Regions from separate parts of the Mus musculus genome. Here all the other regions are linked to region 1. The links are chromatin contacts, called in public HiChIP or PLAC-seq maps. All regions are on one chromosome and are shown on one strand. Each heading gives the region's core, a stretch centred on a gene start, on an enhancer-like site or on the middle of the called end of the contact. The rest is flanking DNA. Distances are from core to core; before and after follow the strand shown.

Evidence for each region. HiChIP or PLAC-seq counts read pairs in DNA pulled down with a chosen protein or histone mark.
Region 2: an H3K4me3 HiChIP or PLAC-seq map of the SCID.adh cell line shows a contact between it and region 1, with 9 read pairs. The contact joins two enhancer-like sites. A contact is called at or near these places in 4 of 15 datasets of contacts at CTCF or cohesin (embryonic stem cells and stem cell-derived epiblast-like cells), 19 of 484 Hi-C or Micro-C datasets (embryonic stem cells, liver, myeloid progenitors and 8 more), 3 of 115 datasets of contacts at active chromatin or transcription factors (DN3 thymocytes, the SCID.adh cell line and embryonic stem cells) and 4 of 9 other capture datasets (adipose tissue, embryonic stem cells, liver and 1 more).
Region 3: a contact with region 1 is called in an H3K4me3 HiChIP or PLAC-seq map of the SCID.adh cell line, with 16 read pairs. The contact joins the promoter of Btbd9 here to the enhancer-like site in region 1. A contact is called at or near these places in 2 of 39 promoter capture datasets (cranial neural crest and stem cell-derived epiblast-like cells), 1 of 484 Hi-C or Micro-C datasets (myocytes), 5 of 115 datasets of contacts at active chromatin or transcription factors (the SCID.adh cell line, embryonic stem cells, neural progenitor cells and 1 more) and 3 of 9 other capture datasets (adipose tissue, liver and pancreatic islet).
Region 4: an H3K27ac HiChIP or PLAC-seq map of the HPC-7 cell line shows a contact between it and region 1, with 6 times the contacts expected there. The contact joins two enhancer-like sites. A contact is called at or near these places in 1 of 484 Hi-C or Micro-C datasets (uterus), 2 of 115 datasets of contacts at active chromatin or transcription factors (the HPC-7 cell line and neural progenitor cells) and 3 of 9 other capture datasets (adipose tissue, liver and pancreatic islet).

What each region holds. Positions count from the first base shown.
Region 1 is chr17:30,840,765-30,844,271 of GRCm38.p6, reverse strand. The region is part of intron 88 of Dnah8 (dynein, axonemal, heavy chain 8); the gene reads right to left. Among named protein-coding and RNA genes, the nearest start is that of Gm41561, 16 kb to the left of the region's middle. Within about 2 kb of position 1,996, at least 31 of the 459 cell types and tissues checked have an H3K27ac peak or open chromatin away from gene starts, as enhancers often do. A contact at or near this core is called in the HPC-7 cell line and the SCID.adh cell line, where this site is marked.
Region 2 is chr17:30,453,180-30,456,443 of GRCm38.p6, reverse strand. The region is part of intron 6 of Btbd9 (BTB (POZ) domain containing 9); the gene reads left to right. Among named protein-coding and RNA genes, the nearest start is that of Btbd9, 120 kb to the left of the region's middle. Within about 2 kb of position 2,008, at least 11 of the 459 cell types and tissues checked have an H3K27ac peak or open chromatin away from gene starts, as enhancers often do. A contact at or near this core is called in the SCID.adh cell line, where this site is marked.
Region 3 is chr17:30,575,025-30,578,312 of GRCm38.p6, reverse strand. Btbd9 (BTB (POZ) domain containing 9) reads left to right here and starts at 2,026. Exons shown (of 11, transcript NM_027060.1): 1 at 2,026-2,167.
Region 4 is chr17:30,508,408-30,511,979 of GRCm38.p6, reverse strand. The region is part of intron 6 of Btbd9 (BTB (POZ) domain containing 9); the gene reads left to right. Among named protein-coding and RNA genes, the nearest start is that of Btbd9, 66 kb to the left of the region's middle. Within about 2 kb of position 2,154, at least 12 of the 459 cell types and tissues checked have an H3K27ac peak or open chromatin away from gene starts, as enhancers often do. A contact at or near this core is called in the HPC-7 cell line, where this site is marked.

The DNA of each region.
Region 1 (3,507 bases), core at 747-3,246:
CAGGGCTCTGAGCAAAGCTCTTGGCACAGTTTTTGGAAGGTGCCAGCTTAGGCTTCCTAGAGAGAGCCTGCCGGATGTCTTCCAGAACCCTCTCTCTGCCATCCTTGAGCAGCAATGAATGAACATAAGCTATAGAAGAAAGTTGTAGGCCTTGGCAATATGCTCAATGCATCCTGTCAGATCTGGTTTATGACGTGGCCTGCCACTTTGTCCCACCTATCACCATCCCTGATTTAGGTCAGTATCCACACAGTAGATCCCTGGATCTACCCACCAGGTCTGGGTCTCTAACATGTTTTAAGACTCTAGACAAGGTTGCTGTATTGGGGCTGCTCTAGATAAGGTTGCTCTATTGAGGATGCTCTAGATAGGGTTGCTCTACTGAGGATGCTCTAGATAAGGTTAGAGAGGTGGCAATAGATTCCATTGTGCTCTAAGTGCCCTGGAAACCATCAAAGAAGAGAAGAGGTAGCAGTAGGGGAGTATCAAGGAGGCCATGGATCCATTTGGAAGCTTGAGTTACCTGAGAGAATTCATATAGGAAAATTAGTCTGGTGCTTTGCCACCGTGTGCTTTGCCCATCAGTGACTAAGGATGTGCTGAGCTGGGTCTCATTAAAGAGGACCCCTGACTTGTCTGGCATTCACCTGTGTTGATGTCTGTGGCCCCTATGGTTTCTCTCGGATGCAGCGACTCATGGTAGCAACGTGGCTGTCCACAGATGCCTGAAAGATTATTTTGACTAGAACATTCCTTTTGGAGAGAGGCCAAATGGCAAGCAACACTTCTACCTTCAAAAGCAGAGGCAAAACCAAAGAAGGAAACAGGACACAAATCCTGCAACATAGGTCACAGATAAAAGATGGGAATCGTGTGTGTGTGTGTGTGTGTGTGTGTGTGTGTGTATACACACACACACACACACACACATATATATATGTATACTTAAAAGGGGACTCAAATTGCTATTGGAGAAGAGTGGACAAGTCTATGTCGATAACACTTAGGTATAGAAAAACTCAAAGTAAGAAAGACTATCTTCACGGGTTTCATTTCTGTTGCTATGATAAAACAAACACCCTGGCCAGAAGCCACTTAAGGGAGGAAAGGGCTTGCAATCCCAGAACGTAGTCCATCACTGGCTGGAACATGGTGGTACATGGCTGTAATCCCAACCCTCAGGAGATGGAGGTAAAAGGACCCCGTAATTTGTAAGCCTACAGAGCAAGTTCAGGCTCAGCCAGAAATGAATGAAGCCCTGCCTAAAAAAATCGTTTTCCCAATACTGGGGATTGAACCCAGAAATTTGTGCATGCTAGGAAGGTATTTATCAGATACCTATCCAGCCTCTCCAGCCGCACAGCAACATCTTTTATTACATAGTTAATAATTGCACAGAGTTCTGTCTGCTGCTTTTCTTCCTACCCAGGGGAAACCATCACATTCTATGCATCAGTCCCGCTGGTCAGACTCATTAGAGTCTGGGAGGACTTAGCATTGCTGATTCAGCCAACAAAGTCTCCTGGGCACCAAGGTACAGCAGTGAGATCGGATACAGGTTCTGGATGCAATGGAGTTTACATTTTAACTGGTGGCTGATCAATAAAAGCAAGTAAATAATAAAAGCAGAGTGTGTCTGTGGCAGATACAAGAAAAGTTACGTCACGGGGTTAGGGTTTGAGGTGAGGCTTGAAACAGATCAACATCTGTACTTAGGGTGAGTGACCCCTAAGCAAGGGCTGGAAGAGGTAAGAAAGAAACCACAGTGGTATTTCAGGGTCAGGGCATGTTCCAGGAAGTGCAATCGCGGAGTCCTGTGGTCTAAGTAATAGGAAGATATGGAGAGCTAGCTGGAGGGAGGGATGTGAGAGGGGAGGATGGAGGCAGGACTGGAGGTCTGGATTATATGTATGTAGGATACCTTTGACCTTGACTCGAGGTAATGCAAGGACCTCGGGAGGCTTCTGATCAGAGGAACTATGGAGTCTAACCCACATTTTAACAGCCTTAACTCAAGCGAAACCACTTCCTCCTGCCCTCCCCAAACTGTTTGTTCTCAAGATGATCCCCAGTGCATTTTTAAAAAATTATTGTTTCACCCCCTAATTGTGCATTTCAGCTCACTGAATGGAGCCTCTCAAAGCAGTGGCCCGGAGGCGACAGCGAAGAGCTACCGTGTGTTCCGTCCCAGGGTCTGTAAGGAGCACGAACCACTTGAGGCTTGGGATGGCCTCTCTCCAAGTGAAAAGTGCTGTGGGCCGGATTAGAGGACACAGAGGAGAGGAACCCAGTGTAATCACAAAGTCTCGTGTCACACGCAGGACATGCTTTGTCTGGGTCAGAAGACCAAATACGCTTGTCCATAAGAACAGACCAGAGTACTAGAACTGGGCAGTACCCACCCATGCTTGATGATAGAGTTATTAAAATTATAGCCATGGCTGAAGGGCTGGGAGAGAGACAGACATGCCCCTCCTCCTAGCTAGGTATGGACGGCAAAGGTGACACCTTGCAGTGGAGCGACTCAGCTGTGGCTAACTGAGTTGGCAGTTGGAAAGGGGTGATCCTTTTTAGCGGAGGGTTCTCCAAAGATAAACTTCATCTGGAAGGTGGCTACATGGAGAGCTAAGGATTGGTGGGTGTTTCTGTGCCTTTGTGGGATCGGGGACCTCACATGGTGCTGAGGGGTACATGACCATGAGGGACTCATGGCTATAAGGTTGTAGGCAAGCAAGCACGGGAAGAGATGATCCATTGTAAGAGACAGGACTCTGACCATATGTGCTCTGCCCTTGCAGACCTTGCTTATGCTATAGATCACACATTATAATAGATATCTAGATGTTCTTAATTATGTGTGCACATGGGTGGGTGTGTACACATGAGTGCACCTGCCCAAGGAGGCCAGAAGAGGGCGTCAGATCCCCTGCAGCTGGAGTTAAAGGTGGTTGTGAGCCACAGGCATGGGTGCTGCGAACTGAACCTGGGTCCTCTACAAGAGCAGCACGTGCTCTTAACCACTGAGTCATCTCTCTGCTCCCAAGGGTCGTAATTTTAATGGATACTTGGAGAAAGAGATGAGGAGCCAGAATATGACCATCAATGGAGAACATCAATTAATGTAAAAACATAACTGGTTTTATGACAGGACAGAGAAGTAATCAAGGCATAAATTACAGCCTTTGTGTTGTCATAAATGCCAGGCCCTGGGGATTTAGTGAGTGGAGGGCCGGCCGAGTTGTCACGGAGTTGTAATTGGGAGACAGGAAGGAACACTCTTTTTCACAGGAAAATAAAAAGAAAGGAAAGGAGAGAGATTAGGGGAGAAAATGAAATGCATAGTCTTTGCCAGGCTTGAGTTACAAATGACACCTTCAAATTAAAAAAAAAAAAAAAGGAAAGAAAGAAAGAGAGAGAGAGAGAGAGAGAGAGAGAGAGAAAGAAACAAAGAAAGAAAGAAACAAAGAAAGAAACAAAGAAAGAAAGAAAGAAAGAAAGAAAGAAAGA
Region 2 (3,264 bases), core at 759-3,258, 390 kb after region 1:
CAGTAAAGGGCTGGACTTGTATAGAAAGCCGCTGTAAGGAGGTTCACTGGTTCCGCTGAGTGCTTCCCAGTCCACTAACTCCACCTCAAGTGCCCCTCCCTGTGCGATGGGTCTTTTGCAATTTTCAGTCGTCAGAGGGGCCAGAGAAGAGAACTGACATCTTTGAAGATGTTCTGTGCATGTTTGAGGTGGTAGGGCCAGATGTAGCTCTTATATTGTGAAATTGAACCCTCAGTGTTGGCATGAGATGGGAACCCATTGTTCCTTGTACATAGATGAAGACTTTCTGCTCGCCACAGAGCGGTCTGAGTTTGGACCTGAACTGTTGCTGTCATTGTAGCACTGCATCCTTGGTTCCTATGACAAGACTGACTATTTTCCAACATGTTCAAAGCTTTATATTTTTTGCATAAACAAAAGAGGAAAATCATTAATTTGTATTATTCTCTTGAAAACAGCCTAGTTCATTCTACTCAGTAACTGTTTGATTTATGATCTGGGGCAGTGTTTTCATGCCTTATGGCTTTTTATGAGTAGAAAACTGGGAATGTTATAACAACCTTACTCATTTTGGTTCTTATTGTGAATGAAAGTATGATCCTTTGACTATGAAAGATCAATGTTTGGGGGGCGGGATCAGAAGCATTTTGTATTAGCTTGAGGGAGCTGCTTCCTGCCACCTCAGGAAAACTATTTGGCTCTAGAAAACTGTTGACACACAGAAAGAGAGTACCGGATACTTTATGACCCTAACTTGCTGTTACAATGCTCACAGGTTGTGTAACAGAAGAGTGTCCCGTGATTTTTATGATCTTGTTTAAATTTGAACGTTTAGGAGTCAGTTGTCAGTTTCTACTGCAGAAGGCCAGCCACTGGCCTGGGACTGGAGGGATCCACTCGCTTCTCCTGAAGCCCTGAACCCGTGTGAGGCTCTGTCTGTCTCCTGTCCCTCAGAGCTTGTCTTAGAAGGAACAAATGAGATTTGAATAAAGAGGTTTAAATTTTGTGAGGGAAAAGTAACAGTGGGAAGATAGTATGACATGATAAATGTGACGAGATAAGCACTCGTGTTAAAAATAAATAAATAGGGCTGGTGAGATGGCTCAGTGGGTAAGAGCACCCGACTGCTCTTCCGAAGGTCCAGAGTTCAAATCCCAGCAACCACATGGTGGCTCACAACCATCCGTAACGAGATCTGACGCCCTCTTCTGGAGTGTCTGAAGACAGCTACAATGTACTTCCATATAATAAATAAATAAATCTTTAAAAAAAAAAAATTAAATAAATAAATGAATAAATAAATAAATAAATAAAGGCGCTCATGTTACTCCCTTTGTTCAGTGTGAAAAGAATGGAACAGTGGCCTCTGAGACTTGCATTTTGAACACTTGGCCACTGGAGGGCGCTATGCCACTGCAAACCACTTTTTTCAAGGGAGAAGTCATCAACTCTCATTTTTCTTCAAAGATAAAGGATTCATATTCTTGTAATACTGAATCCGTTCATACTTAACATTCAGCCTTTAGCTGTGGAAACTTGTTTGAATGACAGTAATGGCTTCATTTCAAGTTATTTAAATGTTTAATGCTGTGTAATTTACACAAATGTGTATAATCCTTTATTTAACTAGATGAAAATAATATACTGTTAACATTGTTTTTTAGCATTAATTAATGTGACTAATTATAACAAAAACCACTAAATCAGTTTCATTGCATGATCAGACTACAGAGAGGCTTCCGTCAAGCCCAGGCTGGCACAAGTCAATGCTGTCCTCAGCCCTGCCCCCTCCCCCCCATTCCACACTCTGTTTTTATTTTAAATTTGCATTCAGTGTAACTACGGCTACACTAGGTTAACTGGAGGTCCTTTTCTGCTAAAACTCATTCTTTCAATGAAGGAGGTTCATAGTACTGTTCTTCTTAAATGAAAATTACTCTCAGTATTTAAACAGAGAGAAGGAATGTCCCATGTGACAGCCCTTATCCTGGCACCTGCAAGACGAATGAGAACTCTCTTTTCTCAGGCATCCTGCCGGAGGACCCTGTGAGCCCAGCCCATGCCACCATTGACTCTCAGTAGTCAGCAAAGCAAATGCCCCGCTGTTCTCCAAGCTCTGACTGCTCTCAGAAATCAGATGAGTCCAAGTCAAAACCAGACGACAGGTTTGTGGCAGCTGGCTTGCACTGCTGTGATGTGTTCCACCAAAACTGCCCATTACAGCCCTCTGTCTGTAGACACAAGTCATTCTTTCTCAGTAAACACTGTTTCTGCAGGTGCTGGAGAAAGAAACTTTTGCTCTCTCAAAATAATTGTTAGCTCGAAACAAGCTATCTTACTTTCCTAAACTCTGGAGATTTTGTTCATAATTCGAAGAAATTTTAAGCGCTAAAGTACATAAATATCTCCTTATTTTTAGATAAAATTCTACATTTAAATTGTTTAGGTTTTCCAAAATCCTATAAACAAGGTTCATCAACTGTTTATCATACTTTTATATCATTGTAATTTTTATGTGCATGGCAATATTTTGGGAATGAAATTTTAAATGGAAAGCTTGAAAGGTGATTTTGTACGGAAAATGCAGTCTTTCAGCACACTGAGGGTTAACAGGTTTTTAATGAATTCATGTTTGTGTACATTGTAATTTTCCTTACCATACTATAAGTATTACGTTGTTTGTGTGCTGTGTGTTTGTGTACCTGTGCACACACAAGCTCTCCCACAAAGTATCATTGTCCGGTGTCACCGCTAATTGAACCACAGTGTGCTGGCTCTCGGGTAGAAGCTGAGGAGCTTCTGAAGGAGGCTGCTGGAGAGTGAGTGATGCAGGGTTTAGATTATGTTACCTCCCTCCTCTGCTCCTGGAGCTCTTCTCTGCATTTGATCCTTGCACACACTGTCTTAGTAGGTGGACGTGTCAGCCCCCTTTTACTGCTGGAAATGGAGGGTACAGCTCCAGTCTCCTGCTCCTGTAACTGTCAGCCCTCCCACCATCTTCCTCCTGTAAAAGGTGCCCGCCCACCGGCTGAATGGCAACAGATACTGGAGGCCTGGTGGGGTCTCTGGTGGGAAGTCTGGCCTTTGTTTCTCTCTGCCTTACACATTGCCTTAGGCTGTTCTGTGTGTGGGTTTTCCTCTAAATGAGATCTGGTTATTCTTTTCCCATGTTATCCATGACAAAGCAAGCAGTGAAGGAATTTTACTTTAGTGGGAATTTAACCCTGACCAAAAAGCTTCTTTCATGATAGTCTTACCCTCCCC
Region 3 (3,288 bases), core at 777-3,276, 270 kb after region 1:
TGGGTAATTTGATATTTTCCTCTAAACCTGGAGGACCCCTCCATCAGACCGTAGTCACAGTGCTCAGTCTGTGAGGCAGCTTGATCAATGGTCCTCTCTTTTCCTAGATAAACCGGGAAGCCAGGAATACACGGGGAAGCTGTTGTCTTTATTCTCAGCTGTACTAGTTTCTTACAGCTGTTGTGACAAGTTAGTAGAAACTGTGTGGCTTATACCAATTCTTGTTACACTTCTAGAGATCAAGCCCTAGATTCAAGAACCCAGTCGCTTGCCCTTTCTAGCTTCTATAGGCTGCCTGTAGTCCTTTGTTCCGTTTTTAAGGCTGACTGGCAGTAGCTTCAAAGCAGTCTCCCCTGCTTCTCTCATAAGCTTTTTTTCTGACTCTGTTGCTCTTGTCCCTAGCCCAGCGGGGCAGCATCAGAGCAATCTCTTCATAACTTTTACTGAACCAGGTCTGCAACTTCCTTCTGTCACTTTCCAGAACAGATCAGCAGATTATGGTGATGGGGGCATGGGTCTTGGTGGGAAACATTATTCTATAAAACACAACAAAGCTGGAATTGGGTATCACCTGTGGGCAGTTTCCTAATGTTAAACTCTAGGGTTTGCTCTGTTTCTTCAAAGATCTCCCACTTCAGTTTGCCCCCCCCCCCTTTTTATTTTTTTGGTTTTTCTGAGACAGGGTTTCTCTGTATAGCTCTGGCTGTCCTGGAACTCACTCTGTAGACCAGGCTGGCCTCAAACTCAGAAATCCACCTGCCTCTGCCTCCAGAGTGCTGGGATTAAAGGCATGCGCCACCACCGCCCGGCTCCCTTTGTTTTTTTAAATGTACCAATCCCGAAGTCAATTCTCCAAGGACAAATAAATTGGGGACACGTGTATCGGAAAGTAGATGTATTAAATTGATGGATATCGTTCCACATGGAAGATGAGAGCGGAGAATGTTTCCCCAACCAACGTATCCACATTCCATCGTTCTACCATGTCATCCGTAAGGAATGTCACTACCATTTAGTAACTGACACACAAAGGCAGCTTTCTTTCCGTCTTGCTAAATGTTACTCCCACCTGTCTCAGCAACCACGCTAGAAACCTGGCCTACCTATTCATTCCCCCGCTCAGAGCTGGCCTCCGCGTTTCCATCCCCACCGCCAGAGTCTAGGTTGTGGCTCTGATCCTTCACTGGCCCAGCCCTAACCCTTGCTGTGTCTGTTCATTTTCACTGCCCATTTAAGTCGTCTTTGCTTGGAATTAAGTCTTCCATCTTCAAACCCACACACCCAGGTAAGTAACTTTCAAGAGTGACGACTCTCCAGTTTCGGCCAGGAAAGACCTACAACCCAATTTCTACGGCTTCAAAGTTCACAGTGCCTGCTTCTTATGTGAAAGATGGAGTCTAATGGGCTTTATACGTTACACTTGGTAGTCCTGGAGTGTCGAGGACTTATGTCCGGGCTTTCTGTCAGGGTCTTGAAATAAGGAGTTCGAATGAGATCAGTTCGCCCGCAGCCTCGCATGCATTATTTCGTCCTAAGTTGACACCTTTCTAGCGCAGGCAAGTCGGGTATCCGTCTTCCCACTGACAGAAGGAGGAAACTGAGTCGTGGTATTTCAGGCCTGGCCTCGTAGCACCTTCATGCTGGTAATGCCTCTCTTGGCCCATTCTCCTCGTCCAACTTCTCGCACGTAGCTGACTGTCCATCAGGCAAGCGACTAAGTGCAGAAAGACGAGGCTTTCTCCAACCGGCGCTCCGGCTCGTCCCCTTACGCAGTGACGCGACCGATGACGCTATTCAGTGACGTGTGATGACGTGCCTCACCCTGAGCCAGGTGTCGGCAGGGCGGCCACACCCTCAGGGCCCAGTACTGGAGGGGCAGTGGCTCCGACCTGGGGAAACACGCCGCAAGACCCCCGCCTGAGGCGACCTGGGGCCCTGGCGTCCTGGGTTCTACTGGCCCACGGTTGAGCCGTTGCTAAGTGACGCCAGCGCGCAGAGCGCGTGCGCGGCCACGGCGGTGTGCGTGAAAGCGGGCGCGCGCCGCGACGGCGGCGGCGAGGAAGGCGGCGACGGCGGCGGTCGAGGGGGCGGTGGCCACGAGGCGGGGTCGCTGCTGGCGGAAGAGACGTGTGTGGCGGCTTCTAGGTCGCTGAGGGACATCGTCGGGGTGAGTCGCCCGGACCGCTCGTGAGAGTTGGGGCCTGGCCGCACCTGCTGCGCGGGCCCGGGGCGCGGGGACGCGCTCCCCCTCCCCGCCGGACCCGCGCGCGCCGCTCCACGCCCCTCGGCCGCTGGTTCCGGGGGCGGGGACGGGGGCTGAGGAGGGTCAGTTCCCGGGCCTGGCGCTCTGGGGTGGGGGTGGGGGGGGGTGAGAGGGGGGCGCTGGAGAGAGGGGTGCCGAGGGACAAGTGACTGGACTCCAGTGCGACGCTGCCGGTTTCCTTTTAGGAATTTGAAGCGGGAGAAGCCCGCGTTCCTCAGCAGCCGCGCGTCCACACTGAGACGCCGACTGTGCAAACCTGACAAACGCGGAAATGGGGACCCTCGGGGTTCGCAAAGTTTTGGGGTAAACCGCGAAGAGATCCGTCAGCTCTACCCTGGCGGGTCTGGGAGTAGGAGCGGGTTGTTAGAGAGATCGTTAGAATCTGTGCCTGCGTGAGCGTCGGGCACACCCACGACCCGGGGAAGGCGACTTGTCAGTGAAGATGCTGGTTGACTAACCTGTTGCCTGGACCTTCCAGCCTCACGTGCATGCCCACGTGCTTCTCTGAACATTATTATTATTATTATTATTATATCCTGTGTTGATCCACATTTTTGAAGCCAAGGGACCATATCCATCCAGTATTGTTACTTCCTCATAGACTCAAATCTGCCCTTGTATCTATTTCCCAGAACCGTGCTGTGCTTTGGCCATTTCAAGGGTCTTGCAGGTAGAGCAGCCCTGCCTTTTGTGTGTGTTCTTCCCAGAAGCAGTGCGGGCTGTTATTTATCTGGTGGAAATGTAGATTGTGTTTCACGCGTGGGCTGGCATGGTGAGACTGGAGTTAAATGATGCAACTGGCCATCAGCCAGTATACAGGATTCTGTTGGGTCCGTTGTATGTGGTGGTTTTTTAAGGAGGAATAATGGAGACAAATGGAAGAAATAATCTTTCCCGTTATGAGTTAAAGGCAGTGCCAAGTGAGAGTGACAAGATAGGGAGCACTGACATTTGATCATGCCTAAAAACTGAGGGACATAACTTTAGAGTTTCCACCCAGAGTCTAAAATCAGGAGATTCAGTTT
Region 4 (3,572 bases), core at 905-3,404, 330 kb after region 1:
ACCTGCCTTCAGTCGGGGTCTCCAGTTTTAGAACCAGGCTTTCCCTTGGGCACTCATCCCCTCTCCTCCCCTCCCCTTTTCCTTTTCTTTCCCCCTCCCTCCCTCCCTCCCTCCCTCCCTCCCTCCCTCCCTTTCTTCCTTTCTAAAAGTCTCCTCCGTGGACCTGACTTTGACAGGGTCATTTTGTGCTCTGCTTTTGTTTTAGTCCATGTCGTAGTTGCTGTTCAGTTGCTGTAGCAAACATTCGGCCAAATACCACTTAGAGAAGAAAGCTTCAGAGGGTAAGCCCATGAGAAGCTGCAGCCAGGCATGGTTCTAGAGGAGCAGGAGCTGAGAGCTCACCTCTTTTCCCACAAGCATGAGGCACATGCATGCATGCATGCACGAACTCAGTTCTGCATGGGAAAGCCCAAAGCCCAGCCTCGGTGTCAAGCTTCCTCCCACAAGGCCACACCCCCTAATCAAGAAGGTCTACCAACTGAGAACCAAACATTCAGATAACATGCACCCATGGAGGCCATTCTCAAGTCAGACCACCGCAGTACGTTGGCTCCAGACCAGAAAGCTGATGGAGCAAAGGTGCCCTAAGAGAGGGTGGGAATGAGAGGAGGGAGGGGCCTCAGGATCAGCATCAGTTAGAAAGCTTTAAAGACGACGAGCATTTTAGTTTTTTGAGACAGGGTTTCTCTGTATAGCCCTGGCTGTCCTGGAACTCACTTTGTAGACCAGGCTGGCCTCAAACTCAGAAATCCGCCTGCCTCTGCCTCCCAAGGGCTGGGATTAAAGGCGTGTGCCACCATGCCCGGCAATGAGGACAAGCATTTTAACATGTCTCCTGCATTGCTTCATAAATCGTTCGTCAGCTTAGGTGTTTGTTCTAACAGCAGTTTAAGATAAATCTAAGAATTAGACCTTACTTGACTATCCAAGGATGCTTTGATTCCCTTCAGAATCATTTATTGACTGCTTAAACAATGTTCTAAATGAACTTCCTGTGGGTACTTCACTCTGCAAATACTTCCTTAGTGTGTAAGGGTTTAATTTTTCTTGTGTTAGTTAATTTGTGTATTTGTACATATGTCACCTTTGTTGTTTAGTGTCTTTTGTGTTGCTTTGGTTTCCCTCAGAGTAAAATTACAAGCTTTTAGAGGCATAGAGTGTGGGTTCTAAGTCTTAGGATTGTCAGACAGCACTCAGACCGTGACACTGTGCTAGGCGGCCACTCTGTACCCAGTGCAGGTTCATGGTGTAAGGCGCTGACTGACGGTGAGAGATGAAGTCTGCATTGCCTTGAACATTCACTGTCCATCTGAGCAGAGCAGTCGTTAAGAGGGTCTGAGTGGTGGCAGACTCCCTGAGCTGGCAAACAGCTCTACTTTTTTAGGGCTTGTTTTCTGTAGGAAACTGAAATTTGAGGTTCATGTTGAAGGTTTTTAATGCTTTGTATGGATGGCAGATTTCATCTGTTAAATTGAAAAAAGTGGTATTTTATCAATCAAGGCATGGGAGATTTGACCTACACCTCTTTCTGAGACTTAGGTCAGTCAGTCGGCATTGTGGAACCTGTGCTGTGCTGCAGATGGCGCTCACCCCAACCCTGGCTTCAGTTCACACCCTTGCTGTGGTGAATCTGTGCCTCACTGAGCATGCTGCCCTCACCAAAAAGGAGCAGGAGCCGTACTCTGTGAGCTCGATAGTTACTGAACGGGAGAACCGCACCCTGTGAGCTTGATAGTTATTGAGCAGGAAGGCTGCTTGTTTTCTACAGAGCAGACTTTTTTTTTTTTAATCACCCTTTGAGAATCTGAGCTGTTGTTTGATCTTCAGAGAAGGTTGGCATCTTTGGCACATTGGCTTTTATTAAGATGCCACTGTGCCTTTTCCTAGCAGCCAAGCCTGTGAGTGCTTCCCTGTACTGTCCTGAGCCTGCCACAAACAGTATCTTAATAACTAATAACTAATGGCTTGCTCATTTTTGAATGTTTACAGCAGGTTTTGTATATTTTTGGTTCTGAGAAAACACATAACATAACACTAGGTCTGCCATGCCTCTGCCTGTGCGGGGTAACCCTGGCAGCGTCCGCCTGGCATGGTGGTGGTTGCGTCTCCTGGCAGTAAGGAAGCGCCAGCCTCACACCACAGTTATCACTTCAGTGATGATGAGTGGAAGGAAGTGACTGACCTTTCTGAACCCTTGCCAGGAGTGGTGTGTGTGTGGTGCTGTTCTATGTGCACCAAAGTTTTACTAACACCAGCTCCTCCTACCTTAACCCTCAGCTGGAGCTGAAGAAAAGCGACTTGCAGTTTATCTGTGTGCATCTTTATCCTCAGACCAAACCTCACTGTGTCACTTGTAAGAACTTTGCATTGATAACGACTTCTCTCTCTCTCTTTCTCTCTCTCTCTCTCCCCCCCGTGTGTGTTTGTGTGTGTTATGTGAATTGATACTGCAGTTAAGTGTTATATTGATGCTTTATGAAAATAAAATTTTAATTTTTAAATATCAGTCACCCCTGTCAGTGTTTTGAAATACTTTTTACTTTTATATCCTGCTCAGGAAAGTGGGCTAATGCTAAAGAATCCCAATGCTACAGAATGCTACATATGTTTCTAATCCTTTAGAAACTCTTTGAAATCAAATGTTGAATTTAGGCAGACTGTGGTGGGCTAGGTTGGGACAGTTGAATTAGTGATCGCACCCCTGATGAGACAGGTCTTGCTTCTTGTAGCAGGCACTTGATTCTCTACCAATGCTTCCCTTTGATGCCCGTTGCTTGTTTGAATAACTACTGTTTCCTTTCCCTCCTTATTCCCATTTTCTTAGAGCAAGAAATTATTATGTGTCAAGTATGTCGCAGAAAAAGGAAGGGGTGTTGCAGAACATTTGCCAGTCTGTCTTCTAGTCTCAGGGGTTACATTAGAGGCCTTCGGTGATGATAAATACCTCACTAGAGGGGCTCTGTTTTTACTCAGAACAGGGATTTAGGCATGCTTCACTAGCCCAGGAAAGAAAATTGTCTTCGTTCGTTCGTTCGATCGTTCGTTCGTTCGTTCACTGCTTACTCATTCAGCAAATTAGCACCTGCTTTGTGCTCTACACTGTACTCAGTCCCGAGCTTGTAACACTGATAGATGTCAGGGTTTCTGCACTCATCAGTTGAGAGTAGCATATACACAAATTTATAAGTACGGGTCACTGAGAGCAGGCATGTATTTTTGAGTAAGGTTGCCAGGGTGGTAGTGTTGTAAGCGGAGAGACAGGAGATGCTATGATCTCGTCTCTGCTCTGAGCATGTAGGCCTTCTTTGGTATATGGAGAATGTTGTTCATATTAGCTAGTCTTCTGTGGGAGCCTCATTAGATGTGTACTAAAACTGTAGCATTTGTTGGGGTAAAGCACTTGAATCTCTTTTATTGCCTCCATCTATTCCGTCTCCCCTCCTCCCTGCTGTCATTGGCTGTGACATCCCCCCACCCATTCTCATTAGATTATAGTACCTTCACAGGGCTGTAGATCTAGGGGACAGGTACAGCAAATGAGGAGAGAAGTGTTTCTATTTATGGGGCGTTCT